Regions from separate parts of the Arabidopsis thaliana genome. Here region 2 is linked to region 1. The links are chromatin contacts, called in public capture Hi-C maps. All regions are on one chromosome and are shown on one strand. Each heading gives the region's core, a stretch centred on a gene start, on an enhancer-like site or on the middle of the called end of the contact. The rest is flanking DNA. Distances are from core to core; before and after follow the strand shown. Region 1 holds the start of MAM1 (methylthioalkylmalate synthase 1). Region 2 holds the start of AT5G23212 (Defensin-like (DEFL) family protein).

What was found. Capture Hi-C pulls out chosen DNA fragments and counts their contacts.
Region 2: a capture Hi-C map of seedling shows a contact between it and region 1, with 2.1 times the contacts expected there. The contact joins the promoter of AT5G23212 here to the promoter of MAM1 in region 1. A contact is called at or near these places in 2 of 26 Hi-C or Micro-C datasets (cotyledon and seed embryo) and 1 of 3 other capture datasets (seedling).

What each region holds. Positions count from the first base shown.
Region 1 is chr5:7,701,116-7,705,884 of TAIR10.1, forward strand. It overlaps MAM1 (methylthioalkylmalate synthase 1), which reads left to right and starts at 1,926. Exons shown (of 10, transcript NM_001343784.1): 1 at 1,926-2,501; 2 at 3,179-3,438; 3 at 3,940-4,153; 4 at 4,284-4,364; 5 at 4,455-4,547; 6 at 4,634-4,720. The coding sequence starts at 1,974.
Region 2 is chr5:7,814,452-7,819,675 of TAIR10.1, forward strand. AT5G23212 (Defensin-like (DEFL) family protein) reads right to left here and starts at 2,468. Exons shown (of 2, transcript NM_001343794.1): 1 at 2,394-2,468; 2 at 927-1,108. The coding sequence starts at 2,466. The coding sequence ends at 954. SCPL34 (serine carboxypeptidase-like 34) reads left to right here. Exons shown (of 10, transcript NM_180731.3): 9 at 22-127; 10 at 237-635. The coding sequence ends at 386. NIC3 (nicotinamidase 3) reads right to left here. Exons shown (of 1, transcript NM_122228.3): 1 at 5,157-5,224.

The sequences.
Region 1 (4,769 bases), core at 676-3,175:
CACTGTAAATAAGTCCCAACTTGAAGATTTATTTCACAAAATGGCTGCAAAAATGTATATATAGATACTAATTTTGGATGAATTTCATTAAATTCACTTGTATATTTTTTTATTATAACGTAAAATAATTTAGTTACAATTTTATATAATTAGGATCCAATCCCTCTATTTTAGTATCTATAAGTTTTAATGTTTTATTAATGTAAAATAATTTAGATATAATTTAATTATTAGTATCTAATTTTTTATTATAATATAAAATAGTTTTTTTTGTTTTTTTTGGCAAAAAATGTAAAATAGTTTATTTATTACTTTAAATTAGTATCCAATCCCACAGCACTGTATGGCTGAAGTTATCCACAACTCACCTACCTATACAAGCATACACGTGATGATATCATGCTAATCACTTCTGAAGGAACAATGCCGAAAATTAAACCTTATTATGCATTCATTAACATCCGAATCCATTTTTCTACTTTGACAAAATGAACAATATCCACATGCCAGCATCTAGCTAGATGCAGACCTGGTAAGGCACCAATGGGTTTGAAACCTTCCTCCATATTGTTCCAATTTGTATATATTGCATTTCAAAAAACCAGAAATATTTACTGTACCATTCACGATCGACCCAAAGGATTTGAACCCAATCTCATAGCCTAATGAATCGTATTCAAAATTGATATGCACCATGAGAAACTGGTATCATAAACAAAAACTGATATGCAAATTAATTAATTAAATCACACATATGCTATATTTTCTCTATGGGCTGGACTGGTGTTTTGTTTTAATTATTATGATAAGAAGAATTGCACCAAAAAAAAAAAAGAAAAAAAAAAAGAAGAAAATCGTATCTTTTTGTTCTACCTATACAGACACATAATGCATCATTTTAGTTTTTGGGACAAAGACATAATGCATCAACGTGTCAGCAATATATGAAACGTGAAGAATGTTTTGTCTGAGTCTGAGTAAAATTACTAGAAATTAAAATTAGTAAGACTGACTAATTACAAATATCCCAAGTCTGTGTTTATTCTAAGACAACTACTAGAAAACTTAACTATATTAGACTACCAACTAGGCAACAAATATCACAAAGAATATCGTATGTCACCTACCTGGAGGTGCATACCACGTGATTTTATCCCCATTTTAGATATGGTCATATCGATTAGTTATTGTATATAAAAAAAAAATTCTTACAGGCTATAAACTATTATGCTACAAATTTTGGTAAAAACCTATTACTTGTTATTCCGTTTCCAAAACATATTATGGCTATATTAAAGTGTGTATAAATGAGTTAAAACATTTTTAACAACAAATAAATGTAAAAAAAATGAGTTTAACATCGTTGTAAGTAAACTTAGGATTTGTTTGTTACCTCAAACTTAAATATTATTCCCTCTGTTTCTAACTAAGTGTAGTTTAAAGGTTTTTTATTTTTTTCAGTATAAGTATTGTTTTCACTTTTCGATGCAAACATTAAATGTATTTAATAGTTTTTAACCAATTATATTTTACATCATATTTTTTATTGGTTGGATTAGTTGTAATTGGTGATATTTTTTTTAAAAAAAGATAAATCAAATGAGATTTATATATTTTCTTAATTTGCGTGCAAAAACTTTAAATTAAAAATATTAAGAAACAGAGAGAGTATCTTTTCTATACATAGGTATATCACTTATATATATATATATGTATACAGCTAAATATTTATGTAAAAATGTAAACATACGAAACTGTTTATAGAAAGTATAATATTCTAAAATAAGATATCAAACACAGTATAATATTTAATTTTAAAGAAGATACTATTTTGCGTTTAATGTTTTCATCGAATATAATTTCTTATTCCGCTAACTCAAATGTTTATTATTTTTAACATCAAAATGTTTCTAATACTAAAAAGTTTAATAAATAAAAAAATCTCTCTATAAATAGATAAATTATATCGTATAATGTTCAAAACAATTCCCACACTATCTTTCCTCCACATTAAAGTAAAGTATCTCTCTCTTTTTTCTCCTACGTACTCCATAGTGATGGCTTCATCGCTTCTGACATCTTCCGTTATGATCCCTACCACCGGTTCCACCGTGGTTGGCCGGTCAGTGTTACCCTTTCAATCTTCCCTGCACTCTCTCCGCCTGACCCATTCGTACAAGAACCCCGCATTGTTCATCTCATGTTGCTCTTCTGTGTCCAAAAATGCGGCAACTAGTTCTACTGATCTCAAACCCGTTGTGGAACGGTGGCCGGAGTACATACCGAACAAGCTTCCCGACGGAAACTATGTGCGTGTATTCGACACGACGCTCCGTGACGGTGAACAATCTCCTGGTGGATCCCTCACTCCGCCGCAGAAGCTAGAGATTGCCCGACAGCTCGCTAAACTCCGAGTAGACATCATGGAAGTCGGTTTTCCGGGATCATCTGAAGAAGAGTTAGAAACCATTAAGACCATCGCCAAGACTGTGGGGAATGAGGTTTTTTCTTTATTTCCTTCACTTAAATGATTATGTACATATTTTAACACACAAAAAAAAACTTGATATAATTTTATGTTCAAACTATATATATATAGTTGATAAATTGCACATGACCCTTATAGTTGAGGCCGAAATAAAGAAAACAAATTATGTGTTTAGAATTTTTTCAAAAACGGCTGATGAATACATTAGGACTATTTGTCTTAATTTATAAACTGTATTAGTATTTAAATTTTACTACTAATTTTGCGGTCCTTATTTATTTTTATTTTAATCCGTTTGTTGTAGCCTGCTGCTTTTTTTGTTTTCCTTCACTTGGATGTAGTTTTATTCGTGTTTTTTTTTCCTACCATCTATTCTTCTAGTTATAGTGTTATTTATAATTAGCCAAGTTCTAACGGGTTAGAGAAAGCACATGCACATGATTAGTTAGAGCCGGTCGTATAGTTAAGATTTTTTTTTTGTGACATATATATGACAAAATTATGTGTAAAAGTGTAAGAATCCCATATATATCAGAAATACAATTCTAGCATATACAATATATGAGTTAATATTATATAGTCATTACTAGTTGGTTTTGTGTTGAAACTCATGAATGCTCCCAAATGGAGCGAGTAACGGTCAAAGTTGACAACAACGAACATTAATTACTATATTGTTGTTTTGCTTAGGTGGATGAGGAAACAGGTTACGTCCCTGTGATATGCGCCATAGCTCGATGCAAACATAGAGACATTGAGGCGACTTGGGAGGCGCTGAAGTACGCGAAGAGGCCAAGGATACTCGTATTCACATCTACTAGTGACATTCACATGAAATATAAGTTGAAAAAGACTCAAGAAGAAGTGATTGAGATGGCCGTGAGTAGTATTAGGTTTGCTAAAAGCTTGGGCTTCAATGACATCCAGTTTGGGTGCGAAGATGGCGGCAGGTCCAAATCTTTAAACCTTTATATATCTCAATTGTTTCTCTGCGTTTTTGGTTTAGTTTTATTTATGCTTAGTTTGTATTACCAAACTATTTTTGTTAGTAACTTATGTTTGCGTTGACATTTGGGTATATTTTTGGCAAGAATAATTCACAAACAAAAGGCATGAATGATTGTGAGTTTTTTTGTTTTTTTTTATATAGTTTTTGGTTTCTGGATTTTAGAATTTGGTTTTTGGATTTTGCAAAAATAGAAAATAGATAAGTGGGGAAAAAATGTTATGTTAAGAATTTGTTCAGGAAAAGTGAAGAACTCAAATAAGATGGTTTTTAGATTGTCACTAAAACATTGTTAAGATCTTTCAAACACTAGATTTCTAGATCATAATAGAAAAGGCGGTTTTAGCTGTTACTAGATATGTTATGGATTTTGTGCGAATTTTACATATATGATCATGTCATATATATATATATATATTTGATTTTAAAATATAGTGTGATTCAGGTCGGACAAGGATTTCCTATGCAAGATTCTAGGAGAAGCCATAAAAGCCGGTGTTACGGTGGTGACCATCGGTGATACGGTAGGGATCAACATGCCACATGAATACGGGGAACTCGTGACTTATCTCAAAGCAAACACCCCTGGAATTGACGATGTTGTCGTCGCTGTTCATTGTCACAACGACCTTGGTCTTGCAACCGCCAACTCAATCGCCGTACGGAACTAACTCTTTTTTTGTGTGTGTGTGTTAGATATATTTTCATATATATATTTACTAATATAGATTCTCAATGTGACAAAAATATGAACATATAAAACAACGAATTTACATGATATATATATAGGGTATACGTGCGGGAGCAAGACAGGTCGAAGTAACTATCAACGGAATTGGTGAAAGAAGTGGCAATGCGTCGCTTGAGGAGGTATCATCATTTTTGTTACCATAATCTCATCACTACCATGATCATGATCATGATCATCATTATCAACATGACCATTTAAATGGTATGTAGGTCGTGATGGCTTTGAAATGTCGAGGGGCATATGTGATCAATGGGGTTTACACAAAAATAGACACACGCCAAATCATGGCTACCAGCAAGATGGTATATATTCACACATGCCATATATATACATATATATATATATATATATAATTAATTAACAAAAATTTATGTAAACTCTTGAGCAGGTTCAAGAGTACACGGGCTTGTATGTTCAAGCACATAAGCCCATAGTTGGAGCGAACTGTTTTGTTCATGAGAGCGGCATTCATCAGGTTCGTAATTGGTGGTAAACACGGATATTAAGAAATTATATAAACTATT
Region 2 (5,224 bases), core at 1,218-3,717, 110 kb after region 1:
ATTGTTTGGTAAACTTAATAGTGGGGATACAGACGGGCGAATCCCCGTGACCGCAACCAGATACTCACTAAAGAAGCTAGGTCTTAAGATAGTCCAAGACTGGACACCTTGGTACACCAAACTACAGGTTAATTTGGTTCCAAGTTACAAACTTTAACTTTTCTTCCAAGTAAGTGTGTGATTGACTCTAAAGATATATATATATATATATATATTTTTCTTTCACTTGCCGTTAGGTCGGAGGGTGGACGGTGGAGTATGACGGTTTAATGTTTGTGACGGTAAGAGGAGCGGGACACCAGGTTCCGACATTTAAACCTAGAGAAGCTCTTCAGCTCATTCATCATTTTCTAGGCAATAAGAAACTTCCTACTTTTCCCTTTTGATATTTTCTCTACCCACAGATTTTATGATCTTTATATAATTCTTAAAACAATAATAAACAGATTTGAGCAAAATAGGCCATTATATTAGAATTGTACAAATGTTTTATCGCGTTTTACATGTTTTCTCGTGTTACAGTGACCTCTAAAACTCTCATCTCTTGGATAATTCTTTAACAATATATAGTCATCCAATGATCCAAACAACACAAATTTTAGCTAGGCTTACTTCTATATAAGTTGGAAGAAAATTTTAGATGTCAATAATATGATAATTATGAAAGAGATGATGATGAAATTTAGAAAATATTGTAAATTCAGTGTTACACATATTTCATATTCAACGTCAAATACATTCGCCAAATAAATGTACATGGCTCTTATATGATTCTCTCTTCTCTTTGAGTTTTCTTCATTGTTATGGGTATGACAACAAATATCATTATATTTATTTCGTTTTAAGACAAGATTATGAAAGAAAAAAAAAATTGTTAATCAATAGAATTCAGATGTATCTTTTTTTGATATAACTTTTTTAATAAGTCAATAGTAAACTAAATTTGAATAGAATCACGATAAAATACAACAACATTGAAACGAATCTCTGCCAGGTACACATATAGCATTGTTAAACGGTGGTTTGTTCACTCCACATGAGTCATAGCAATCTTCTTTCTTATGACACGGTCCTTTGAATTCACAATCTGAGGAAGCATCCATAATTCCTGTTGAATTCATCACAATTTAAAAATATTTACTTGTTAAGTTACCATCATAGATATTTTTGTTATGTATAAAATGCCTATGATTATTACATATTTATATGCATATATTTTTGTCGACAACATATATTATACTGAATTTTGATTCGGATAGTTTCGAAGTGATAACACATATACAAACATCTAGGCTCCAACCTATATGCATATATGATTGAAAAAGCGTATATTTATTAGACAAGAAACCAATACTTACGAGTGGATTGAACATTAACAAGGAAGGAAACAATAATACAAAGAGCAACAATGTGAAGTTTCATCGATGTCATCTTTCGATCTATATAATATTGATATAAGATCCTTTTTTCTACTTCACTGAATAAACTAAGAATTTTGATTGTTTTATACTGAATTTTGAAATAACATGCATATAGCCATTAAATTAAAAACATGCATATAGATCAAAATCAAAATCTATATATTAAAACATGCATATAGCCATTAAATTAAAAATATACATATATATCAAAATCAAAATCTATATATTAAAAACATGCATATAAGCCATTAAATTTTGAAATAACATGCATCTAGCCATTAAATTTTGAAATAATATGCATATAGCCATTAATAATAACTCAAAATCAAAATCTATATATTAGTTATTTTTTACTTTCAAAATTAACTCAATTTTTTTCCTAATCAATAAGAAATTGTTTATAAGATATTAAACTTTTATTTGAAAGCAGAAAAACAAATCCTCTTATAATCAATGAAGTAAGGGGTCATGAAGTAATTGTTATTTATATTGTCAATTAAAAAAGTATTAACCTCTAATCTGATTTATTTAACTATGAGACCTTTATATTAGTTAAGGTTTATCATTTCAAAACTTATATTATTAATTTAACTAAAGTAGCAAACCCTCTAAATTTCAAAACATTTTTATTTTTATAAAACATTTTTAAAATCAATTTCTAACTAATTCTATTATTTTCTGATATATCTATAGATACGATAGGCAATGAATCTTCTATGATTTAAGCACAGATAATAGTGTTTTGCTAAAAAAACGATTAAAATAACACTACAACAATTACGGTTGCAATTTGAAACAAAGCCGACAAAAGATTCATACATTTTGTTTATATATAGCACACCATAATATAACAATCGTTACTTGTTCAACTATAATGTCACTAGTCTTTTAGTTCAAAATACATATGATAATTACATATCTATATAAAGGTATTATGTAAAAATTTATATCAGCTGATAAAAAAAAACTTACGAGCGGATTGAACATTAATACAAAGAGAAACTATGATGAGGAGAGCTACAAAGTGAAGCTTTGACGATGTCATCTTTCATATACTTTTTTTTAGTCACCACAGGAACACACTAATTGTTCAATTTATAGCTAAATCTGAAACAATCTCAAAATAAAGTTACCTTTTAAATATTTTCAAAGATTTTTACTGATTAAATTACTTGACATTTTTGTATAAAATTCATATATGCGATTTGAACATAGATACCGTTCAAAGATTTACATTAATGTTCAGATATTGCTTGCCAATTTTATTGATCAAGGAAAGACGAAGTCAACAATTAAAACATGTATACGTTAATATCCGATTTACTAACCAAATGTTGTGCCAGAGCCCAGAAGTGGTATCATATAAAGATAGTCAACATTTGGTTGGTTGGTATCATATAAAAGGAATGTCAAATACCTTGCAATATGATGTTTAATATTTAAGTATTTAACTATTTTATTTGACCTTCCATTTTTTTTTGGGTGTGTAACGGATGATTTTCTACCACTTACAATTGGGCTAGGCCCTTTACAAAAGAAGATAAGTCTTTTAAGCCAAAAAGTCAGCAAATAGCAATAGTGTTTGAAGAGTCGGAAACGAAACGAAACAATATCGAAAAAATAAGATATATCGAGGATATCGAAGTGAATTCCGTAGAGCTCTTTCAATTGAAGTTCCGAATAAAGTGCTTTGAGTAGTTTTCTGAGTCAGAAGAAAAAGAGAGATGACGGAAGCCGAGACTCCGAGCATGGTTCATCGCTTGAAGGAGTAACAACATTAGTTGACCTTCCTTTTAAGTAACAATATTAATACTAAACACACAAATTTTTATAAAAGTCTTAACTATTTTATTTAATTTGACCTTCTTTCAAAAATAAAGTTATTTAGAAACTAAGAATTAGCTAGGTAAAGAGAAAAACAAACTTTTGTAAACAGGAAAATTAGCTCAGACGAGGCTAATAAACTGGTTTATGATCTGCGATAATAGGTTAAGGTTTCGTGGTGGTTGGTTTCGAATTGCCTTTTCAGGATGATTTCATGTTGAGTTTTTGACCAGATACCTCATTTTCAAAAAAAGGATGTATCTCTTCATTCATTTGTTTGAGTAATTTTTGTTTTTTATTATTATTTAAAGATTGATTTTTATCATAGATCTTAGCAATCTCGTGTTTCTTTAAAGCTCTGTTCGTTTCTCCATTTGACAGATCCATTCAACATGTCCATCTAGATGATTCATTCGACTCTTGTTCGTTTCATTTTTAGTATGTTCATTTAACTGGACCATCCGAATGAGATGTTGTTCATTTGCTTATCTCTATCTCCATCCAAATGATTTGTAATAATACAAATACCTAAAATACCAATGCTTTCATCTAATTATATTTTTATTATTACTTGTAAACATATTAATTTTAATTTTTAATCTAAAATATATTTAAAAGTAAATAAATTTTAAATAATAGTTTTTTACATTTAAAAATTTATTTTACGGTTTTGGCGGGAAAACGTGATTTTACAGTTTTGACGGAAAAACTCGATTTTACGTTTTTGGCGGAAAACAGGATTTTACGTTTTTGGCGGGGAAAAATGATTTTACGGTTTCGGTGGGAAAACGTGATTTTTGCGGTTTTGGTGGAAAAACGTGATTTTGCGGTTTTGGCGGGAAAACACGATTTTGCGGGTTTGACGGGAAAACATTTTTTTGCGGTTTTGGCGGGAAACGAAATTTTACAGTTTTGGCGGGAAAACGTTTTTTAACGTTTTAGCGGGAAAATGGAATTTTACGGTTTTATCGGAAAATTTTGATTTTGCAGTTTTAGCGGAAAATTTAATTTTTTATTTTTTAAAAAAATAATTGGAAAATAAGATTTAAGTCTATTTGTTTTTATCTAAAAAATACATTTAAATAATCAATTAAAATAATTAGGGTATTTTTGTCATTTGTTAATTTTGACTGAATCATGTCCATCCAAATGATCCAATTAAGTTCAGCCAAATGAGTTTCAAAATTTAGCATAAATTTTCAAACTCATCCAAATAATTCATTTGGATGTATCATCTGAATGAACCGTTTTTTGTACTAAACGAACATCAAAACTCATCTCCATCCAAATGATCCATCTGACTGATGAACGAGCCTAAATTCATTGTCAAATTTGAAAATACATTACAATAATTATGATTGCAGTGCGGCGGATCCACGTAGAGCAATAGGGGCAGATGCCACGGGAAATTTTTTCAATTTTGATGCAAATGTTAAACAATTTCGTTTATATTCCTTAATATTTGCAGTTTTGACCCTCTAATTTTAGAACAATTTTAGTATTGCCTCACCCCTCTCCCCCGCCCTATAAATTGAATGTTGGATTTCGGATTTAATGTCCAGCACTAGAAATCTGTATACACGGATTGAGCATTCACAAAAAGAGAAACTATGATGAGGAGAGAAAAAAAAATAAGCTTCGACAATGTCAGTTTTGATTAAACTTTTTACGTTATAAAATTGATTAAAGTTTTTTTTTTCTAGTTACAACACGAATACACTAAGAAGCTATAATTGTTCAATTTATAGATGATTTTGTACAAAAATCTCATAATATAATAACATTACCTTTATAAAAAAACTATGAAAGGATACATGTTAATCCATCTTTTTGTACAAAAATAAATTCAAAAAATTCAAGAAGAATTCTGGCCAGTTTCTTAAAATATGGATAAAGACAACAAAATAAAGCTATCACTTACTTCAACATAACATCAACTTCATAACATAACATGCAAAATTTTCAACATAACATCATCA